Linked DNA regions of Mus musculus: regions 1 and 2 are each linked to region 3. The links are chromatin contacts, called in public HiChIP or PLAC-seq and promoter capture Hi-C maps. All regions are on one chromosome and are shown on one strand. The core of a region is the stretch at or near the end of the contact, and the rest is flanking DNA. Distances in the headings are between cores, read along the strand shown.

Region 1 (3,604 bases), core at 217-2,716, 140 kb before region 3:
AGTTCTATGAGGCCATATGTGTCCCTTCCCAAGCAAGATGTGAAGGCTAAGACAGAGTCACAAGCCACAATGCTGAAGCTGTGAGCTTGCCATGGTATCTACCATGTCTAGTTTTCAGCAAACATTGCAGTACGAAAGAAACAAAGTATGGACCATGCACAGAAATTAATCTACAGAAACTACTCTTGACCAGCTCTGTTTGCTAGACAAAGACTACAAGTCAGCCACTGTAAATACACTCAAAGAAATTAAGGACACCTCTGGGCGCCACACACAGCTTTAATCCCAGCAGGCAGGCAGATCGCTGTGAGTTCAAGGCCAGCAGCCAGACCTACATAAGGGGGATGGGGTGGGGACTGGCTATAATGACGTCTCACTGATTGTATACTAGTGATAAAGAAATGTCAATTGTAAAAGGGAAGCAAATAGAAATTCTAAAGTGTAAAACTGTGATAATTTAGTATAAGACCTCAACATGGGTTTGAGAGAGACTGAAGATACCCAGTCTGGAGTGAAATGCTTTTTAAAACACGAATTAAAATGAACAGCAGAACTTTATAAATTGATGATACGTGATTAAGTGTTCCAGTATACACATCATGTGAGTTCCAGGGGGAAACACGGTGGTGAGAACAGGTAGAGAGGATACAAATAATGGTTCAAAATCCTACAAACTTGCTGAAAAACACTGATCTAAGAATCTCAAGCCCGGAAAGACGGCAAACTGGGCGTCACACCTGACAAATACACAGGGGAGCAGGGAGAAGACAGGGAATCTCGAAAGCGCCAAGGGTCTGCCTTTACGCATGCTCCAAGGGAGGCCACTCACCCAACCCAGATCTTAGGACCTCCATCCTAGCCAGACTGCTTCTGCTCTTGTCTAAGAAGGCAAGACAGCAACTGCCGGGCCGTTGCTGTCCACTGCTAGAAGCAGAGAGCAGTTCTGAGCTTTCACAAAAGAATGGTCTGGAGGCCCGGCTGCCATGGAGATCACCAGAGATTGCTGGCCTCTCTTCCCGGATGGCCACTGAGCTTCTGCCTTGTAGCCCAGCCAGAAAAGGGAAGGCCTGAGAAATCGCTAGGCTTTCTGAAGCCCCTTGAGTCTGGTGTGTGCAGCCTAAAGGTGGGTGGGGCGAAGAGGTTCAGGGAGGGGAGGCTCTGGCTAGGAAGTGGAACTAAAAGCCTCTGCTGTGCCTGAGGCCAGTTCCTGTTTGAAGGAACCCACAAGGCTGCTGTCCGGGACACTCGAATAGGGAAGAGGTGACAGAGGACACTTCTCAGAAGCACAGTGGGACCTGCACAAAACCCAAGCCACAGGCAGGATGCTGTGGGCCCTGCAACCTCTACCCACCAGAACCATGAGGCTCTGACCTTCTGGCCACCATTCACAGCCTCGCCTCCACCCACACCATGTTCCACTGCCTCTGGAGCGGAGCTGAACACAAGCTGCCCCAGCCGCTGGCCTCTGATGCCCATCCCTAGGGCTCAATGTTGGCAGTGTGGTCGGGACTCTTTTGAACAATCTGCCCCTGGGATCTGCTAGCTAGCCAGGGTCACACACTGAGTGGGGAGCCAGAGTCTCACCTTCATGCCTACACTCCACTTGCTATTGTTCACAAAACACATAGGTTCAGTGTCAGCTTACAGAGGCAACAAGAGATGACCACTGGGGACAGCCAATCAGGCCAACCCCACTCCTGAAGAATGAAGTGACAGGAACCTATAGACCAGTGGCTTAGAGACAGCTTTGGGTGCGGGCCACCTGCTGGGGCTCAATCATTCTCAGACCGGCTGAAGGCATACAGAAAGCAGTGTGTAAGGGGCCAGAGAGGTTCAGGCAATGTGGTCAGACAAGCTGGTCACTAGACTAAGGAGCTGAGATTTTTCTGTAGACAGAGACTCTGAGGGAGGTCTAAGGAGGGACACGTGTGACTAAGTCTACTGAGGGTCAGTGTTTGGGCAGCAGACTAGAACAGGTGTGGGGTGACCAACCTAGAAGCCAGTGCAGGTGACAAGAAAGTAGGTGTCCAGGGTACCAGATCTCAGAGCACCCACCCTTCCACTACAGGAAACGAAGAAGAGAGAGCCAGCAACTCTGCAGTGGGACTGGTGGGTGTGAAGGGCTCCTGCTGAGATCTGGACAGGGGCTCTGCACCTGCTGGTGGTGACGAATGCGGCAGAGGAGAGGGTGGCCACGTGTCTACAACCGCCCAGTCCTCAGAGACCTAGAGAGACAGAACTCAGAAAATAGGGGAGGCCAAAGCAAACAGAGTGCATCAGGGCACGAGGGCCAAGTCGCACAGACAAGGATGAAAAGCTGGACAGGTGCAGCCACCAGCAGTAAGGTGGGACAGAAGGGGCCTAGGGGTCATCAGATGCTCCAGTCGAGGCTACCAAGGATGTGGGGGACAAATGGAGGGAAAGAGGCAGCCAGAGCCAGGCAAGGTGCTAGGGTGGGAAACGGAATGAAGGGTAGATCCCAAAGAGCACAAAGTGGGCACAAGACCTGTGGTAGTACTGGGCTAACTGCACTTTCTGATAAGGCACTCAGGTAGATTTATAATGGCAGAAGGAGCCACAGGACGAAGGGGGTGAGGGTGTCTGCAAGCAGGGAGGGCTTCTGACCTGAGGAAGAGTGAGAAGCCAAAAGGCCCAGAAGGAACAGGAGATAGCAGCAGCAAGGCCAGCAGCGGCCGATCTCACAGCCCCACACTCTGCTCTCTTGTAACTATCCAGCCTAGATCCAACATGGACGATGCCAGGCTCAAGGCTCCTTCTATCCCTCAGTCCTGAGCAAGTATGCAACAAGGAAGAACTGGATAAACATGCCCCATACATAGCCCTACACACAGATGTATCTAGAAACACTCCCAGAAAGGATGAAATCTCACAGGCACCTCAGAGTTCACCGCAAGTAGCTCCGCCCTCTGCACAGGGACATGTGACATCTGCAGACCCCACCCTGCAGCAGGAACTCTCACTTCTCTGGGAACACCTGGGGCCGGGCCCTAACTTCTGCAGCACCCAGTCATTCAGCTACTACCACCATCACCCTAGAAGGCCTGCAGCAATGCCCCACACCCACTGTGCACTGAGTTCAAGCAGCCAAAGGCCTCTGGACAAACTCCAGCGCCGGGTTGTAAAGGCACAGGATGCTGCTGCTAAACCAGACTCGGACACTAGGGGGAGTTTTGAGGCTCTCTCTGCCAGATTCCATTCAGATTACTGGAATTTTTCTACTTCTTCCAACACACTTTCACACATGGACAATCTGCTAAAATGCTCCGTTGCAAAAAATTTAGGTTCAGGAACACCCAAGAATGAAATCACTGAGAACGGCAGTTGCCTTAGCTGTTAGTCCAATGGAATATCAGTAACTAAAGGACTTTTCTGAGTAAAAGGATGTGTGTGTGTGTGTGTATTCGTTCTAAGACAAGAGTCTTGCTGTGTAGACCTGCCTGGGATTGAATCTACAGTATTCAAGTTTCCTGCTTCCGCTTACCGAATTCTGAGACTGCAGGTTTGAGCCTCATGCTTGGCTTCTTCATTTTCTTTAAAAAAAAAAAAAAAAAACCAAAAACCAAAAAACAAAAAAAACAAAAAC
Region 2 (4,134 bases), core at 1,421-3,920, 230 kb after region 3:
ATGCGGGATATGGTTGTACCTCCCAAAGCTACAGCAAACTGCAAACAGACATCTAAACCGAACACTGCTGTACATTCACACCCTGAGCATTCTGTTGCTTTTCCTGGTCCTGGGGCTTTGGACTGGAGCTGAGGCCCGATGCTGCTGCCCAGTACCACAAGCCTAGGACCAGCGTGAACTCTGAAGTCTGACGTTCAGTTTCCATGGATTGTGTCTCATGTTCACACTGTCACATAGTAGGAAATTCCTCAGCTGGACAGCATCAGCTGGAAAGTATGTCCACAAACACATGATGGAGGAGGATGCCTGAATAGAGGAGCCTGGAAACTAATTTCTAAGGTGTGTGTGTGCGTGTGTGTGTGTGTGTGTGTGTGTGTGTGTGTGAGAGAGAGAGAGACAGACAGAGACAGAGAGACAGAGAGAGATAGAGAGACAGAGACAGAGAGACAGAGAGAGACAGAGAGAGACAGAGACAGAGACAGAGAGACAGAGACAGAGAGAGAGACAGAGAGAGGGACAGAGAGACAGAGGGACAGAGAGACAGAGGGGCAGAGAGACAGAGAGACAGGCAGAGACAGACAGAGACAGACAGAGACAGAGACGGGGCGGGGAGAGATTTCCTTAAACCCTTTCAGTGCCCAAGCCACAGGAGAGGAGGCTGCAAACCCAGTTGGAAGACATTTTCCCACTCAGTAGCTGGAGAAGCCTGAGGACCTAGGAATCTCGCGGTGTAGACGGACCACAATCCTTCTCAGCAACTGTGCACCCAGCCCTCTGAGGTTCAGGATGGTGAGCAGTGGTCTGGGATTTAGAGCAGGGCCCCCTCTTGGCAGCTTTGGGGCCAGGTAGAGCCTGCCGCTGTCTTCTCTGTGGCCACAGTGCTGATCACTGCTTTGAGGTGAGCATTTTAGGGGGCTCAGGTAGCATTTCCAGTTGGCAATAGTACCTCCATCTCCCCCTGTTTTGATGGCTGCCTCTGTCTTCATGCTGTTAGACTGACTCGCAGTCCCAGGCTTCTTGCAAATCCATGCCACATTCATTCAGAACTACTGTTGGATGAAGCATCTGTTTCTTCTAAGTGTCTTCATATATTGATACCACAAGACAGAGGTGCTCCACTCTTGGGGGCTCACAGATAGACTCAAGGAGATCAGGGAACAGGAGGCTCGTGGCTAAGGAGAAGCATGGTGCCTGGTTAGTGTCCCAGGAGATGGGTATCAGGGGACACCAGAAACATTGGGACAGGTCCTTCAAAGCTCTGGATGCCAAAGGGTAAACTGATCCAGGTGCTGTGATGTCACTGAGTCTCCACTCCTTATAGTAAAAGAAGCTCATATGAATGCCACATTCAAGGGGAAAGTACTGGGTTCGGCAAGTCTCTCTGACATCAGACTGCACATCAGAGTCAAGAGCGAGCTGTGAAGCCCAGCCCAGAAATCACTGAACTCCACCCTCATAAGCTTTCAGGGAACCACTTGATCCAGGAGCCTTCACCAGGCTCTGAGATACAGCCTAGCCTGTTCCTCCCGTGCCGAACCTGACCAGGTCACCAGTGTGATCTTTCACCTCTGCCCTTTACATGTGCTGCCTACACAGCGCAATGGAGGAGACACTTTATGTGTGTGTTCTCCTCTCCCTGAGCAGTCCCTACACCCACACAGGGTACGTCTTCTTCTCTACAATCCTTGTGTCAAGCCAAGCCCAGTGCAAGAGGGAGATGCTGGCTGACTGCTGTAAAGAGGGCCACAACTCAGGCACCCATCACGTAGACTAGACTACCATAGGTCAGAGTGAGGCTGCATCCTGAGGGAAGCCTGGGAGCAGCCATGCATGTGTTAGAAGGAGAGCATACCTGGTCGGGGAATGACCAGCTATACATCGTGGGTTAGATACATGCTACTGCAAGCAACAGAAGAGCCCTCTGTGGTCCTGGTGGGATATGGGGTTGGAAGAGAGCTGGCCAGAGAGGAAAAAGAAGACACTGGCAGCCAAGCCAGGTGATGCTAGCCGCATGTGTTGACTGGGAAACTCTCAATGCTAGTAAGTGATGTGGCAGAGCGCCCCCACAGCCTCACCCCAGCTGGTACCAGCATACTCAGCTTTACCTTCTGTCTCAGGGTCCTTAGACACCACCATGGGTCCCTCGGGGCAGGGCACAGTGCAGCTGGCATCAGCAGACTGGGAGGCCCACTCCTAGCCTCCTCCCTGAGATATCTGGAGTCAGCCCTCCCTCCGAGGGCTCCGCCAGCCTCTCTCTCAGGCAACAGCTGCCTTCCCTGGGGGAGACGTCCCAGCGGAGCGAGGCCAAGCCGAGCTAAGAGCTGAACTGGAGGACCGCTGTGAAAAATAACACAGCTGGTCAGCTGCGCCATTTCCTGTACAGCACATAATTAGGTTAGATAAGAAACTAGCTGTGTCTAAGTGCTGTAAATGTCTATATTAAGCTATTTTGAAAGTGCCGAGCACTTTGACATTTGAGAGTTCAGAGTAATTGAGGTATTGAAATAAAATTGCTTCTGTTATTTAAAAGGTCATTATCGTCTTCAGCTAGATATATGAGGACTATTTTCCACTCTAGTGAGCCGTTCTCTCTGGCACAATTAGTGTCGCTTGAGTAGAGGCCTGCCAGGGAGACTCCCACCCAGCAGTCCCTACCAGAGGCACAAGGTAGAGTTCAGATATGTGAAGCGGGAGGAGAGAGAGGAGAAGCCCCTGACACCGCACAGCCCTTGCCAATGGCGGCATAAGTGCATGCTGTGCATCTCCGATTCATCCTCTCAGGCATCCCCCCAAGGATGCCACCATAGTCAGAACACTGTAGATGAAGCATGAGAGTCTGCATCGGTCACCCATGTGACTTGTGGGAGCAGGGAGAGACCAGAGCAGACCACTGGACACGTAGCAATGAGCAGGCTGTGGGAGTCTGTGTCTTTGGGTTATGCCAGTTGTGGGAAGAGTATAATAGCCCATGAAGAACATCCCCTGCTCCCCAGTCCATGAGTGGAAAAAGACAAGAAACGGGCAGGGAACTAGACACAGCACAGTGGCTGGATGTGCTAGAAAACACTAGGGCTGGCTCCTCCACTCTCCTTTACGAAGCTCAAACGGCTCTCTCTGTCTTCTTCTCCTTCATCCCAAGCCTTCACCAGCCCTTGTGTTTTCAGTGTTTGTTCCAGGAAAGCACAGAAGCCATAGTGACCGCTGCACAGAGATGGAGGATTTAAAGTGATGGTCCCTGGGAGGGAGATTGGATGGGCAAGCGTGCTGGCTCCAAGGACAGCCAGAGGCTGGCACATCAGGGTCTGGTGGTCAACCTCCTGAGGCACAAGATCCCTGCCACGCTCATCGGTGTCATTGTAATACTGAGGATCCAAACAAATCCAGATCTCAAGCCACCGGTACAAATGTGGTTGTTTTTACAGGAATACTAGCTGACATAGCTTTTTAAAGGTCTCATCCAAGCATCTTAACTCTCCACAGCTCCAATTATTGAGTTAAATAAATAGATGCTTTAAGCTACAATCTAAAATACCAATGTACTATCTAAGAGAGTAAAAAGAAAACTATCCTTGGTTATTACCAACTTACTATACCACAACTTTTCAGCATCTCTGAGGCACTTAACCTCCAAAGGCTTGCTATTCAACACTAGGGGACCTGCTGCTCCTGGGAGGGAATGATGGCGTCCAAGTCCGTTATGTGTGGCTATAACCTGAAACTGGGGAACTTAACAAGAGTGGGGAGTTAGTAATTTTGTATGATTCTGGAGGTTTAGAAGCCCAAAGTCAAGGAGTTGATATCTAAGGGCAACTTTTGTGGCTCATTGCCCCACAGTAGAAGGCAGAAAGGCAAGAAAACACAGTCACCAGGCAGCTGAATACATACTATCTAATTCTTACATGACACATCAGTTCATTCATAGGTAGATCGCTCTTGACTTAATCACCTTTCATCAGGCCCCATCTTTCAACATTGTTCCATTGAGGACACATTCAAACTGCAGCAAATGGGGGTGGCGCGTCCCCCAAGTTATATTTATTTAGACAGTCACGCTGTAAGAGACCCTGTGCCGAGGGAGACTGCAAAGTTGGTCACATAGGAAGCATGGACACTTTCAAAGCAGAGACTCAAACA
Region 3 (3,755 bases), core at 814-3,313:
GTAGCCATTTTTAATCTTATTTCCATTATTTATTACATTATTACATAATGTGCAAAATTAACATACTTTATTTCGGAAATTAGCTGAAGTTACAGATGTGCTCTGCCATGCCCAATGTTTTCATGGATGCTGGGCACCCAAACTTAGACTCTCATGCTTGTACACAAAGCACTCCACGTTTCCTTCTTGTGTTCCTGCCATTTGTTTTCTTTTCTTTTATCTTTCTTTCTTATTTTTAATAGCAGAGTCTAAGTGCCATCCATGTCCTGTGGGATCATCCGCTGGAGCATGGCCAACCTGCTGAGGACCACACAGCCCAAGATAACTGACTCTCATTCCTCTAGCTGCTGTTGGCTGTCAGTAGCTCAGGGAACATCATGGAAGACAGAGAGCAAAGACTATAAGAGTCAGAGGTCACGGAGGACCAGGTATCTTTGGACACGACAGGACTGCTGTACTCATTAGCCAACAGCAGCTGTGGCTTCATGCATAAGAGTTGCTCAAGATCAAGCCAGCCAGTGTTCTATCATGGATAGAGGAAAGTCAACTGAGCCTCCATTGTCTTCTGACTTCTGTTGTTTCTGATACAGCATTCGCTTAAGTCGCCATCAAGTTGTTCCCTGTGTTTCTTTTCTTGCCCACTGTTCATTGGGTAACATTATTTTTGATGTTCATGACTTTGACCATGGAAAACCTAAGGGTGTTTCCCTTCCACATGGCAATGCCCACCTGTGGAAGGAGTCTCTCTGCTCCCCTGGTGGGTGGCTTCTGCACTGGGCCTGAGTTGTTTGCTGAGCCCGAGTGTGAAACTTTCCCCATAGGAAAAGCTGGAGTTATGGGAATGTGCATATTGTAAAGGCACAAGGCTGCAACATCCAATCAGAGATTCCTCTCTGCTCTTATAAGTGCCTGGACCCTGCCCTTTCCCCTACTGACCCACATTGTCCTGTGGGTCATCTGGGCAGAACATCACCTGCACGAATGAAGTCACCTCATCAGGAGAACACCCCACTTTCTCCTTTGTGTGTTTCTGAGCCTCACACTCCTGCAACCCCTAACCCTTGGCTTTGTCTCCCCCAGTCCCCCCTGTGCCTGGCTTATCTACAAAGACGTTTCTGATTTTCTCTAAGCTTCTGCTCCAATCTAGTCTTCTCCATCCTGTGGAGACATTAAGAACTCTGCTGGGGTCTTAGAAAGAGCCATTCTTCCATATTGGTATTCCACACACCTGCTCCCATACCTTACCATTTAGAGAAGGGAAGGCATTTAGATTTAGTTCCTAGGGATTTGAAATTAGGACTGGGAGGCTGAGGGTTAGGACGAGGAGCCATACGGACCCCAGCCTGCTGGGCACACAGCTAGTAAGCAGCAGAGGCGGAATTCAGACATGGGCACCAGGCTGTACTTTCCCTTCTGTTCCTAGGTCCCACCTGGCTCTGCTTGATCACCAAACACACAGTCTCAGGGGAGCTTTTGTGAAACCCATGTTGTCCTGCCAGTCATTGGTGAAGCAGCTCTGTCATTGGCTCCTTGGAGGGAAGGATGGGAAGGGCAGGCATCTGCTGACTTCCCACTTCTGCTTTCTCCAGGAAATGAAGAGAAACCCAGCACAAGTGATTCATAATGAAACACTGTTGTTGATGGCTGCCATGCGAGGCCAGGTCTTGGTCTGTTCCCCTGAGCTGAGCCATTGGAGGCTGGGGATAGAAGCACTCACACCATGTGACATCCGCAGGCTTTGACCACCACCCTCCAGGTACGTCTTTCTGATCTTGGATAAGAGAGATCAGCCAGGTGGGGGCTGTTTGTTGCGGTAGACTGCCCCGCTGCTTCCTGCAAAGCCAACTGTGGAGCACATGTGTGACCATCAGTACTTAGTCTGAATGCGGGGTGGCAGAGAGGAGGGACGATTGGCAGGAAGTGAGCGGTGAAGGAGGTCCTTGTGGTCAGTGCCTCTCAGCACCCTTGTCACTTGTGAGTTTTGCTGAGCTGACCAGGCACTAGATCATTCCTTACCCTCTGACCACGGGTTAAGTCCCTTCTTTAGACTCTGCTGAGAGGTAGGAGTCTGCCACAGCTGGGGAAAACTAACTCTGGCTTGTGCCACTGTCAAGGTATAGAACGGGACACTGACTGAGACGCTCCTCTCATAGCCCTGGTGTAGCTTGTGAAGGGTGGACCACCCACCCTGGCCTTCGGGGCAGCTGGGCAGACCTGGTCTTGCCCTTAGCTGGCCCCACCCTTGCCTGCCCCAGGATCTGGTAAGTAGAAGTCTCTTAAGGTGGCATTTCTTCACCTGCGTTATCACACGCAGCCTTTGAATTCCAATGTTTCTCATTAACAGCAGCATCTGGGCCACTGAGGATTGATCCCTTTCTCCTTCAAAACCCAGCTTTCAAGAACCTAATCCTTTGTCCCAGTCTTTCCGAAGTGATGACTGGGCGTTGGGTACTGTCTTTCTAGGGAATATTTCAAGTATAATTGTCTCCATTTCTATCCACTTACGTCCAATGAACTAGTAAAGAGACAAGTTACAGATGGGGCCTGTGATGCCGGTGCGGTGACATAAAGTGGGTTGGAGGAATGTGCAGGATGGACAGGGAGGGCACACATCTGCTGAGAGGACACTGAAGGAGCCCAGCCCTGCACTGTGGTTTCTGAGAATTGCTCTTAAAAGCCTTCAGGAAGGCTTGGAGGTCAGTGTGGTACCTTGCAGTGAAGGGTGTGCTGGGGGCTGGGGACTAGCCAGAGAGTTGGGTGTGGGCTCAAGTGTGGGAAAAATTCTCCTGTCTTTACATCCTTGGTGTCTGGTCTGACCTCCTATGGGCCTAAAAGAGTTTTCTTTTTTATTAAATTTTAAAAAAACCTTATTTTATTATCTTGTGTGTATAGGTGTTTAGCCTGAATGACCCTCTGTCCCAGCTTTGGGATTATTGTTTCCTTGTTTTTATTTCTGATTCCTCCACTATCTCTAAATTGTTTAATACATGTCTGGTAGTTTGAATGGGAGTGCTTTCCTTAGGCTCATATATTTTCATACTTGGTCTCTAATTGGTGGAAATGTTTGGGAAGTGTTAGGAGGTGTGGCCTTGTTGGAAAGGGTGAGTTACTGGGGGCGGGCTTTGAGGTTTCAAAAGTCCTCTCCCTTTGTTTCTAGTGAGGGCCTCTCTCTTTGCCTCTTGGATGTGATTTTTAGACTCTCAGCTGTTCCTGCCACTGTTCCTTTGCTCTGACATCATGGATTCTAATCCTCCGAACCTGTAAGCAACAGATTAAATGCTTTCTTTTGTAACTTGTCTTGGTCATGGTGTTTTATCACAGCAACGGAAAGGTAACCCAAACTATATATGGCTTTATTTTATACTTTTTTGAACTTAGCCTGAAGTTAGGCGCGCGCGCGCGCGCACACACACACACACACACACACACACACACAGAGTATACTGTATGCATGAGTGTGTGCATATGTATGCAGGTACACATACCTGTGCATGCATATGGAGAGGACAGACTTTGATATCAGATGTCTTACTCTACTGTTCTACATCTTTATCTTTGAGACAAGGTCTCTGAATGCCCCTTTGGATAGATTGGTTGACCAGTAAGCCCAGGGAATCTGCCTCTCTTTGCCTCCCAGATCCAGAGATGTAGATCTGTGCTGCTCTGCTAGCCTTTATGTGGGAGCTAGGAAACAGGACTCAGGTCAGCATGTTTACCCAGCGAGCAATTTTACCCTCTGCACCATCTCTCCAGCC

Evidence for each region. Promoter capture Hi-C pulls out the DNA fragments that hold promoters and counts their contacts. HiChIP or PLAC-seq counts read pairs in DNA pulled down with a chosen protein or histone mark.
Region 1: an H3K4me3 HiChIP or PLAC-seq map of bone marrow-derived macrophages shows a contact between it and region 3, with 2.3 times the contacts expected there. The contact joins the enhancer-like site here to the promoter of Wdfy4 in region 3. A contact is called at or near these places in 2 of 39 promoter capture datasets (neutrophils and pre-B cells), 3 of 115 datasets of contacts at active chromatin or transcription factors (bone marrow-derived macrophages, embryonic stem cells and microglia) and 3 of 9 other capture datasets (adipose tissue, liver and pancreatic islet).
Region 2: a promoter capture Hi-C map of pre-B cells shows a contact between it and region 3. The contact joins the enhancer-like site here to the promoter of Wdfy4 in region 3. A contact is called at or near these places in 4 of 39 promoter capture datasets (the C10 cell line, embryonic stem cells, pre-B cells and 1 more), 2 of 484 Hi-C or Micro-C datasets (cerebral cortex and pro-B cells) and 1 of 9 other capture datasets (liver).

What each region holds. Positions count from the first base shown.
Region 1 is chr14:33,322,368-33,325,971 of GRCm38.p6, reverse strand. All of the region lies in intron 4 of Arhgap22 (Rho GTPase activating protein 22), which reads right to left. Among named protein-coding and RNA genes, the nearest start is that of Gm41130, 92 kb to the right of the region's middle. Within about 2 kb of position 1,466, at least 46 of the 459 cell types and tissues checked have an H3K27ac peak or open chromatin away from gene starts, as enhancers often do. A contact at or near this core is called in bone marrow-derived macrophages and microglia, where this site is marked.
Region 2 is chr14:32,949,252-32,953,385 of GRCm38.p6, reverse strand. No RefSeq gene overlaps it. Among named protein-coding and RNA genes, the nearest start is that of Gm36674, 36 kb to the right of the region's middle. Within about 2 kb of position 2,670, at least 57 of the 459 cell types and tissues checked have an H3K27ac peak or open chromatin away from gene starts, as enhancers often do. A contact at or near this core is called in pre-B cells and pro-B cells, where this site is marked.
Region 3 is chr14:33,183,374-33,187,128 of GRCm38.p6, reverse strand. It overlaps Wdfy4 (WD repeat and FYVE domain containing 4), which reads left to right and starts at 2,063. Exons shown (of 59, transcript NM_001146022.2): 1 at 2,063-2,261.